Linked DNA regions of Macaca mulatta: region 2 is linked to region 1. A link is a contact called in public Hi-C data. All regions are on one chromosome and are shown on one strand. Each heading gives the region's core, a stretch centred on a gene start, on an enhancer-like site or on the middle of the called end of the contact. The rest is flanking DNA. Distances are from core to core; before and after follow the strand shown. Region 1 holds the start of WDR45B (WD repeat domain 45B). Region 2 holds the start of TBCD (tubulin folding cofactor D).

Region 1 (4,732 bases), core at 995-3,494:
TCAGGCAAGTGGCGAGGGTGGGATGAGGATGACAGACAGTGTCAGAACCTCCTAGGAGATCAGGTGTGCTGCAGGGAACAGGGAGAGCCCAGGAGGGGACAGGAGGGTGAGGAGGGGGAGTGGAGAGGACTCCCTGGGCAGGAGAAACGAGGGTCAGCACTCAGGCCTCCACGGCCATCCACTGCGTGAGCCTACCCCGGGGACAAAGCTCCGTGACCAGGACGCCCTCAGCAGCCTGACCCTAAGAGTGGAGGAGAACTGCGTCCTGTGAGCAACGTGACCTGAGGGCCCGGAGTCCTGCGGGGGCTGTGCTGTGTGAGGGCCACCTGTCCTTTAGGTGGAGTCCTAAAGGGCTGTGTCCTCTATGGGCTGTGTGTCCTAGGGGGCCCCTATGTCCGGGGGTGGGGACTCTGTGACCTGGAGGGGGCCTCTGCCTTGGGGGGGGCACATGTCCTTGGGGGCGCTTCTGTGTCCTGGGAGGCCTCTGTGTCCTGGGGGTCTGCGTGTCTTGGGGGGCTCTGTGTCCTGGGGGTCCTGTGTCCTGGGGGTCTGCGTGTCTTGGGGGGCTCTGTGTCCTGGGGATCTGCGTGTCCTGGGAGGCCTCTGTGTCCTGGGGGTCTTTGTGTCTTGGGGGGGCTCTGTGTCCTGGGGATCTGCGTGTCCCGGGAGGCCTCTGTGTCCTGGGGGTCTGCGTGTCTTGGGGGGCTCTGTGTCCTGGGGGTCCTGTGTCCTGGGGGTCTGCGTGTCTTGGGGGGCTCTGTGTCCTGGGGAGGCCTCTGTGTCCTGGGGATCTGCGTGTCTTGGGGGGCTCTGTGTCCTGGGGAGGCCTCTGTGTCCTGGGGGTCTGCGTGTCTTGGGGGGGCTCTGTGTCCTGGGGGTCTGCGTGTCTTGGGGGGCTCTGTGTCCTGGGGAGGCCTCTGTGTCCTGGGGGTCTGCGTGTCTTGGGGGGGGCTCTGTGTCCTGGGGGTCTGCGTGTCTTGGGGGGCTCTGTGTCCTGGGGAGGCTGTGTGTTTCCCAGGGGGCTGTGAGTCCTGGGAGGCCCCTGTGTCTTCTGGGCAATGTGACCTGAGGGCCTGGAGTCCTGCGGGGGCTGTGCTGTGTGAGGACCACCTGTCCTTTCGGTGGGGTCCTAACGGTTGTGTCCTCTATGGGCTGTGTGTCCTGGGGGGGGGCTGCGTGTCCTGGGAAGGTCTCTGTCCTGGCGGTCGGTGTGTCCTGAAGGGGGTCCCTAGTATTGTGGCGCTTCTGCGCTTGCCTCTCCTGAGGGATGATGCACCGGGCCTCAGTTTGGGTCAGCCTCCCTCACCGGCTCTCCCTCCTTCCTCTGACCGTCAGGTGTCGGTGCCAAGCCCTCAAGGGGCCATCCTCCGTCCCACGGCGACCCCGCGCATGACAAGGCCGGACCCTCCCTCGAACTTGCTCGATGCTCCCGCCCCGCCCCGCCCCTCCCGCCCCGCCCCCCTCGTCCCGCCCCCCTCGTCCCGCCCCTCCCGCCCCGCCCCGCCCCGCCCGCCCCTCCTCGCCCCGCCCCCCTCGTCCCGCCCCGCCCGCCCCGCCCGCCCCGCCCCTCCCCGCCCGCTCCTCCTCGCCCCGCCCCTCCCCTCCCGCCCCTCCCGCGCCTCCCGCCCCTCCCCTCCTCGCCCCGCCCCTCCCCGCCCGCCCCGCCCCCCTCGTCCCGCCCCTCCCGCCCCGCCCGCCCCTCCCCTCCCACCCCTCCCGCGCCTCCCGCCCCGCCCCTCCTCGCCCCGCCCCGCCCCTCCCGCCCCGCCCCCCTCGTCCCGCCCCTCCCCTCCCCTCCCGCCCCTCCCGCGCCTCCCGCCCCGCCCCTCCTCGCCCCGCCCCTCCCCGCCCGCCTCTCCCCACCTCGCCCCGCCCGCCTCGCCCCACCTCGCCCCGCCCGCCTCGCCCCTCCTCGCCCCGCCCAGTCCCTCCCGGCCTCGCCTCTCCCCGCCGCTCCCCGCCTCGCCCCGTCCCGCCCCTCCCCGCCTCGCCCCGCCCCTCCCCGCCCCGCCCCTCCCCGCCCCGCCCCTCCCCGCCCCTCCCCGCCCCGCCCCTCCCCTCCCTGCCCGGCCTTGCCTCGCCTCGCTTTGGTTAGATGCGCTCGGCGCTCCATAGGTTCCCTGGGGGGCGCGCGTGCACGCACGGACGTCCAGCACGCACGCACATCTAGGACGCACGCACGTCCAGCACGCACGCACGTCCAGCACGCACGCACGTCCAGCACGCACGCACGCACGTCCGGCACTTCCGGCCGCGGCGGCCTCAGCGCCGGCCAGAGGGGACCAGACCGCCGGCCCCGGCGAGCGGCATGCGGCGCTGAGGAGCGGCGGCCCAGCATCGCGGAGCCATGAACCTCCTGCCGTGTAACCCTCACGGCAACGGGCTGCTCTACGCCGGCTTCAACCAGGACCACGGTGAGGAGGCGCGAGGCGCGGCCCTGTCGCCCTGCCTGCCCGGGCCTTCCCGCAGCCCGGGGTCCCCGACTCTCCGGCCTCTCCCGGGCGCCCCTTTCCGGCCAGGCTTTCCCACCCGGGACCCCAGCCCCGCCCGAGCTCCCCTCCGAAGTCTCCGGCTCCGGCCCTCGCCGCCGCTCCCAGCCTCAGCCGGGGTCCGGACCAGGCCCGAACCGGCTCCCACCCTCCCGGCCTTTCGTCCCCCGCTCACCCCCGGGTTGTGGCCGCTCCCGGCCGGCGGTCCCGGGCCGAGGTCGAGGTTGGTGGGAGACGGCGCAGAACCCCGGCCTCCTGCGCGGCCGCCCCTCCGCGCGCGCCACGCCCACTCGGGTCCCCTGGCTCCCTGCGGGCTCCCTGGTTATCGGGATTTTCCGCGCAGCGTGATTGACGCGCTGCGCGGAACCCCGTTTTGCCCCCTGCTCCTTTCAGGGTGTTTAGCAGGTAGCCCGTGGCTGAGCCGAATCCGCTTGGGTTCACTGGAGCCGCGGAGTCGGCGCCCCTGACGCCTCTGGTGGCGAGTGGCGCGGGTGGGGTGCGGGTCCCCCCTCTCCGGTCAGTTTCAGTCGGAAACTCACTCTCCCCGCCCCCACTCCCCGGGATTTTTCCTCGTGTTTGGTGGAATAAAATGACTTAAGGGAGGCCCGAGGGAAATCCTACTTCTTTTCCCATGTCGGAATCCAGGTGTAAGCACTGGATGATTTAAAGCGCCCAGGGAAGGTGACCTCCTTCCCCGCAGGTGCTTCAGAGCGGCGCGGTCGGGTTCCCGCGGGAGGCGGGCGGGACCTGGATTCGGATGGTTGCCTCCCCCGCTCCCATTTGAAGGGCGCACTTCCCAAAGGTCATGATGGGGAAGAAAAGGAATGACCGTTATTCCGAGACAGACTTCTGCGAGCCTTTACGTGTTGGTTTTGGAAGTTTTGTCTTTGAAGAGAATCCAGGCAGGTGCTGTATGATCCCGTATTTGTGAAGACAATTTTATTTATTTATTTATTTTATTTTGAGGCGGAGTCTAATTCTGTCGCCCAGGCTGGTGCGATCTGGACTCACTGCAACCTCCTCCCGGGTTCAAGCGATTCTCCTGCCTCAGGCTGCGGATTAGCTGGGATTACAGGCGCCCACCACCACGCCCGTCTAATTTTTGTATTTTTAGTAGAGACGGGGTTTCACCACGTTGGCCAGGCTGGTCTCCAACTCCTGACCTCAGATGATCCCCCCGCCTGGGCCTCCCAAAGTGCTGGGATTACAGGCGTGAGCCACCGCACCCAGCTGGATTACACGTACTTAAAAGAACTGGTCAGTGATTCTGATGCCCTGGGGCCAATCAGGCTTCCTGGGCGCTGCCAGCTTCCCCAGGGTTGTGTGCTGGGGTTTCTCTGGGAAGAAAGTTTTGCTGAGATGGCAAGGGAGATGCCCAGCTTCCTCAGAGGGTGGTTTCCAACCATCTGGTGTTTGTAATGCCTTCTTTTTACTGAAGTGTGCTATACCTGTAGAAGGGTGGATAGATCGTAAGTGTTCAAGTGATGAATTTTCCAAACTGAACACAGGTGTCACTAACAATTAAGAAATTGAACATACCTGGCCACCCTTGATTCCAATAAATGCTCCCTACCTGACTTGTGACGTCATAGATTAGTTTTGCCTACTTCTGTACTTTATTTTTGTACTTTTTTTTGTTTCTAGCTTTTTTTTTTTTTTGAGACGGAGTTTCACTCTTGTTGCCGAGACTGGAGTGCAATGGCTCGATCTAGGCTCACAGCAAACTCTGCCTCCCAGGTTCAAGCAGTTCTCCTGCCTCAGCCTCCCAAGTAGCTGGGATTACAGGCATGCACCACCACGCCTGGCTAATTTTGTATTTTTAGTAGAAATGGGGTTTCTCCATGTTGAGGCTGGTCTCCGAACTCCTGACCTCAGGTGATCCGCCCGCCTCAGCCTCCCAAAGTGCTGGGATTACAGGCATGAGCCACCGTGCCCGGCCGTTTTGTAGCTTTCTTACTCAACATCATGTTTGTGATTTTTATTTTCTTCTGTATTGTTGAGTATAGTTGTAGATCTTTTTTTTTTCTTTTCCGAGATAGAGTCTTGTTCCCACCCAGACTGGAGTGCTGTGGTGTGATCTCTGCTCACTGCAACCTCCGTCTCCTGGGATCAAGTGATTCTCCTGCCTCAGGCTCCCAAGTAGCTGGGATTACAGGCACCCGCCACGGTTCCCAGCTAATTTTTGTATTTTGAGTAGAGACAGGGTTTCACTGTGTTAGCCAGGCTGGTCACGAACTCCTGAC
Region 2 (4,732 bases), core at 1,422-3,921, 110 kb before region 1:
ATTGCTTCTGTCCAATCCGGCAGCTCCCATCTCCACATCTGAACACACCCACTGCTTCCCAGCAAAACTGCCTTTGCAAAAGTTAGATCAGTGAGGAAACTATGGCAATGCGGGAGATCTGATCCAGCCAACCCCCTCATGCCTTTAGTCTTCAAGTTTAAGTTACCTTTGGGAGATATTTAGCTGACAGCTTACATGCTAAGGGCCCTTCCCCAAAACCCAACTGCCTTTGTAAAGTTAGAGGCTGCCAGGCTAGGAGGCGGGGAGCCTGAATTCCGCTGAGGTGTAACATAATTGCCAGCCATTATTCTTGAGATCACAAGACATGCGAGTTCTCCAATTACTCCTGCAGACCACATCACCATTGCAGAATCTGAGTCGGCCTTTAAAGATGTCTGTTCAGATTGTTTCCAAGTCCGACACCTACACTAGGATCCTCCGACCCATGAAAGCTCCACCTGGACCCGCCCACTGCTCCTGGGGCCCCACCCAGAAGCGATTCAGCACATCACGGAGGATCATTTCCGACTCCCCTATGATTGTATGCCCCTATCCAATCAGCCACCCGCATCCTTTCCCCCAGATTACCTCTAAAAAACCCTAACCCTCAAATTCTCAGGGAAACTGATTTGAGTAATAATAAAACTCCAGCTGGGCGTGGTGGCTCACTTTGGGAGGCTGAGGCGGATGGATCACGAGCTCAGGAGATGCAGACCATCCTGGCTAACACGCTGAAACCCGTCTCTACTAAAAATACAAAAATATTAGGCGGGCGTGGTCGCACGCAGCTGTAGTCCCAGCTACTCGGGAGGCTGAGGCAGGAGAATCGCTTGAACCCGGGAGGTGGAGGTTGTGGAGGTTACAGTGAGCCAAGATCTCATCACTGCACTCCACCCTGGGGGACAAAGTGAGACTCCGCCTCAAAAAAAAAAACACACACTCCTAGTCTAGTCTCCCTTTCAACCAGCTCTGCATGAACTAAACCTCCATCGAAATTCCCCCGCCCTGACAAATCAACTCTATCTGGGCAGACCGCAAGAAGAACCCACTGGGGCCGAGCGCGGTGGCTCACACCTGTAATCTCAACACTTTGGGAGCTTGAGGCAGGCGACCACTTGAGGTCAGGATTTTGACACCAGCGTGGCCAACATGGTGAAACCCCTTCTACGAAAAATACAAAACGAGCTGGGCGTGGTGGCGCGCGCCTGCAGTCTCAGCTACCCAGGAGGCTGAGACAGGAGAATCGCTTGAACCCGGGAGGTAGAGGCTGCAGTGAGCTGAGATCGCACCACTGCACTCCAGCCTGGGCAACAGCGCAAGACTTCGTCTCAAAAAAAAGAAAAAGAGAAAAAATAAAGAACCCATTGGGCTCTTACACCAGGAACCAGAAATCTGGCTTCACTGGTTCCTGGATGAGGGTCCCTCACCCTCAGAACAGTTCTGCACAGAGGTATCGTTATTCGCCCCAGCTTACAGCCGAAGAAACGGGCAATGAAGTATCAGGTCCAAGTGACAGGGCCAGAATTCACAGGCAGGAGCATCTGACGCCGTAGCCCGCACTCCCCCGCCACGGGCCCCCACCCTGCCTGACTCCTAAAATCAGAGTGCTGTCATCGCAGAAGTTCTTCTTACTCAAAGGGTCTACAAAGATGATTTCACTGATTTACAAAACCCTACGTAACTATTTAACTACGAGGTCCTAAGGACTTGTTTGGAAATAACCCACTAGAGACAGCGGTAAAGGTGGATCTGAACTCCGAGAATTGAGATGCATCGAATGGCCTCCACGGGGTACCCACACCGCACCCCGCCTGCAGAGGCACGGACCCGGCCAGCCAGCCCGCGCTGTCCACCGCGTCCACGGAACCGGCAGGCTGCTGCCCTCCCCACCCACGGCGCCCTTTGTTTGCAGGTTTGTTCCCTGCGTTCCCCCTCCCGTTCCCTATCTCCCTGTCCACACGGCATTCACAGGAACCGCGCTCGGTGGAGGCAGGCACGGCAGGGCTGACCGGCCGTCCGGAGGGGGCTGGCCCGAGTCTCCCCGGCCCGGGCACCTCCTCCAGTGACGGGGACGGGGCGGGAGGCCGCAGAGGCTTCACCCCGCGCGCGAGCAGGCGCTCCGCGGGCCACAGTCCCCCCAAGGGCGGCGCGCGTCTGCCCCGTGCACCTAACGCCGCGCCCGCGTGGCCCTCTCCCGCCTGGGAAGGCCGCGCCCCACCACGGCCCGCGGGACCGCGCACCGGCAGCCCTCGCAGAGCGGCCGGCGCCGTCGGGCTGCGGTCCCCGCCCAGGAAAGTGCACCCGGGGCGCCGAGCCCGGGCTGGGGGAGGAAGCGGGCGCGCGACCCCGCCCACGCACCGCGGAACCGCTCCAGGGCCACCTCGCGCGCCACGCCGCCGCCGTGCACCTCCCGCAGGCGGCCCAGCAGCGCCCGGGTCTCCGCGCTCTCGCCGAACGCTTCCAGCGCCGCGCGGAAGACCAGTGTCTCCTCCTCCGCCTCCTCCTCGGGGCCGCCCGCGGCCGGCTCGTCGCTCAAGGCCATCTCGGCTGCCTGGGGACCGCGCCTCCGCCTCACGGACTCGCAGCTCCGACTCCGCTAGAGCGTGAGCGCCGGGGATGAGAGATGAGGGATGAAAAGGAGGCGCCCGCTGAGGCGGCAACCGACGCTGGCCCCGCCCCGCGACCTCCGACCCCGCTCGCCGGCCTCGCTACGGAACGCGCCGGCCGCCAAACTACCGCGCGCGGGACCGCGCCGTGCACGTGAGGACGCGAGCGGGGGCGGGGCCCAAAGGTTCTGGAAGAGCGCGCCGCGGACAGACACGGGGCGCGAATGGAGCCGGGACCGCTCGGCGGAGCCTGAGCACGCGGTGGGCGGGGAGGGGGCGGGGCTGCGGGTAGGGCCGGGGGACGCCGGGGCGGGGCCTGAGCACGCGTGGGCAGGCGGCGGGGCTGACGCGACGGGGGCGGGGCCCGGGCACGCGTGGGCGGGAGGGGCGGGGCTTGCGGTGGGGCCGGAGGGGGTGGGCGGGGCCTCAACACGCCTAGGGCAGGGGCGGGTATGCGAGGTGGAGCCGCGGGAAGGTGGAGCGGGGCGGGGTCTGAGCACGCGTGGGGGCGCGAGGCGGGCCCAGGGACCCACCCCTCAGAGCCTACCGCCCTGACTCCCACTCCCGCCGCGCTGGGACCCGCGGAATTTGGTCTTGGCCACCGGGTCCGCGTGCGTTTCCCCTGAACCGCCGCAAACACGTCCGCGCACAGCTGGCCGTGCGTCTGGCCCTGAAAAGCAGCCCCACGCGCGGAGGAAGGAGGCGCAGGACGCCAGCCGAGGCCCGCTGCGGGCTTTATTGGTCCCCAGGATCTGGGAGGGGGAAGGGGGACGGGGACGGGGGGCAGGGACGGGGGGGATGGAACCGGGGGTCGGAGACGGGGGGACGGGGGGGACCGAGCTGGGGGTCGGGGACGGGGGACAGGGACAGAGGGGACGGGGACAAAGGGACGGGAACAGGGGGGCAGGGACCGGGGGGACGGAACCGGGGGTCGGGGACAGGGGCAGGGGGAAGGGGGGCAAGGGCATGAGCAGGGGCAGGGGCCGCTACTTGAGCAGCCTCCGCATGGTGCCCAGCGAAGGGCTCCTGTACTCCCGCCCGAAGTGGTTCCAGTGGTTCAGGTAGTTGAACAGCTGGTAGAGCAGCAGCCGCTGGTCGAAGCCCGGAGCCTTGGGGATCTTCCGGTGGTAGGCGGTGAAGAAGGATCTGGGGAACCCCCCAAACATCAAGGCGATTGCCAGTTCAAACTCCGAATGGCCATAGAAGGAAGCCGGGTCGTAAATAATGGGCCCCACGTCGTCCTCAGCCACGTTTCCTGACCAGAGATCCCCGTGGAGCAACGCGGGGACAATCTCTAGGCCACAAAACAGATCCGGGATCTTCACCTACGGGAGCAACGGCTGCGTTACCGCCGGCCTCAGGGCGCCCCGGCCTCGTTCTTGGAAATAAGGCAAAGCCCACTCGCGAGCCGCTCTGGTGTCCAGCCCCAGCACCGCCTGCGAGCCCAGAAATAGGGGCCACCTGACTTCAGGGAGTCCAGCTTTGTCTCACTTAGGATTTCCTCCTAATTTAGGTCCAGAAGCTCCACGCAGTGGAGAACCTCCGGGGCTGCAATGTTAATCAATCCGCAGAATAGGAAGCAGTGTTGCGCTACCTTCACAAACTCTCTCCACTTTTATTTCACTACGCAGATATGTCTGCAGGTTTTGTTTGTTTTTTCTTTGAGATGAAGTCTCGCTCTGTCACCCAGGCTGGAGTGCAATGGCGCCATCTCGGCTCACTGCACCCTCCGCCTCCCGGATTCAAGAGATTCTCCTGCCTCAGCCTCCCGAGTAGCTGGGATTACAGGCATGCACCACCATGGACGGTTAATTTTTGCATTTTTAGTGGAGACGGGGTTTCACCATGTTGGCCAGGCTGGTCTCAAACTCCTGACCTCAAGTGATCCGCCCACCTAGGCCTCCCAAAGTGCTAAGATTACAGGCGTGAGCCACCGTACCCAGCCTAGTTTCTTCATTAATGAGTTAAAGTCTCTTTGATGCATACTCACTCTGGATTGACATGCACATTCTTTTTTAACATTTTGAGAGTTATATTTTGATTTTTTTTTTCTTTTTGAGACAGGATCTCACTCTGTCGTCCAGGCTGGAGTGCAATGGTGCAATCTCCACTCACTGCAGCCTCCA

Evidence for each region. A called contact is a pair of places that touch in the nucleus more often than the background predicts.
Region 2: a contact with region 1 is called in a Hi-C map of fetal cortical plate, with 1.8 times the contacts expected there. The contact joins the promoter of TBCD here to the promoter of WDR45B in region 1. A contact is called at or near these places in 2 of 14 Hi-C or Micro-C datasets (fetal cortical plate and liver).

What each region holds. Positions count from the first base shown.
Region 1 is chr16:92,358,952-92,363,683 of T2T-MMU8v2.0, reverse strand. WDR45B (WD repeat domain 45B) reads left to right here and starts at 2,244. Exons shown (of 10, transcript XM_028837040.2): 1 at 2,244-2,414. The coding sequence starts at 2,348. It overlaps LOC114673233 (a long non-coding RNA gene), which reads right to left and starts at 2,181. Exons shown (of 3, transcript XR_003723959.2): 1 at 2,077-2,181.
Region 2 is chr16:92,465,407-92,470,138 of T2T-MMU8v2.0, reverse strand. TBCD (tubulin folding cofactor D) reads right to left here and starts at 2,671. Exons shown (of 39, transcript XM_077973415.1): 1 at 2,359-2,671. The coding sequence starts at 2,542. The region is part of intron 1 of RAB40B (RAB40B, member RAS oncogene family); the gene reads left to right. It overlaps FN3K (fructosamine 3 kinase), which reads right to left. Exons shown (of 5, transcript XM_077973491.1): 5 at 3,318-3,931. The coding sequence ends at 3,593.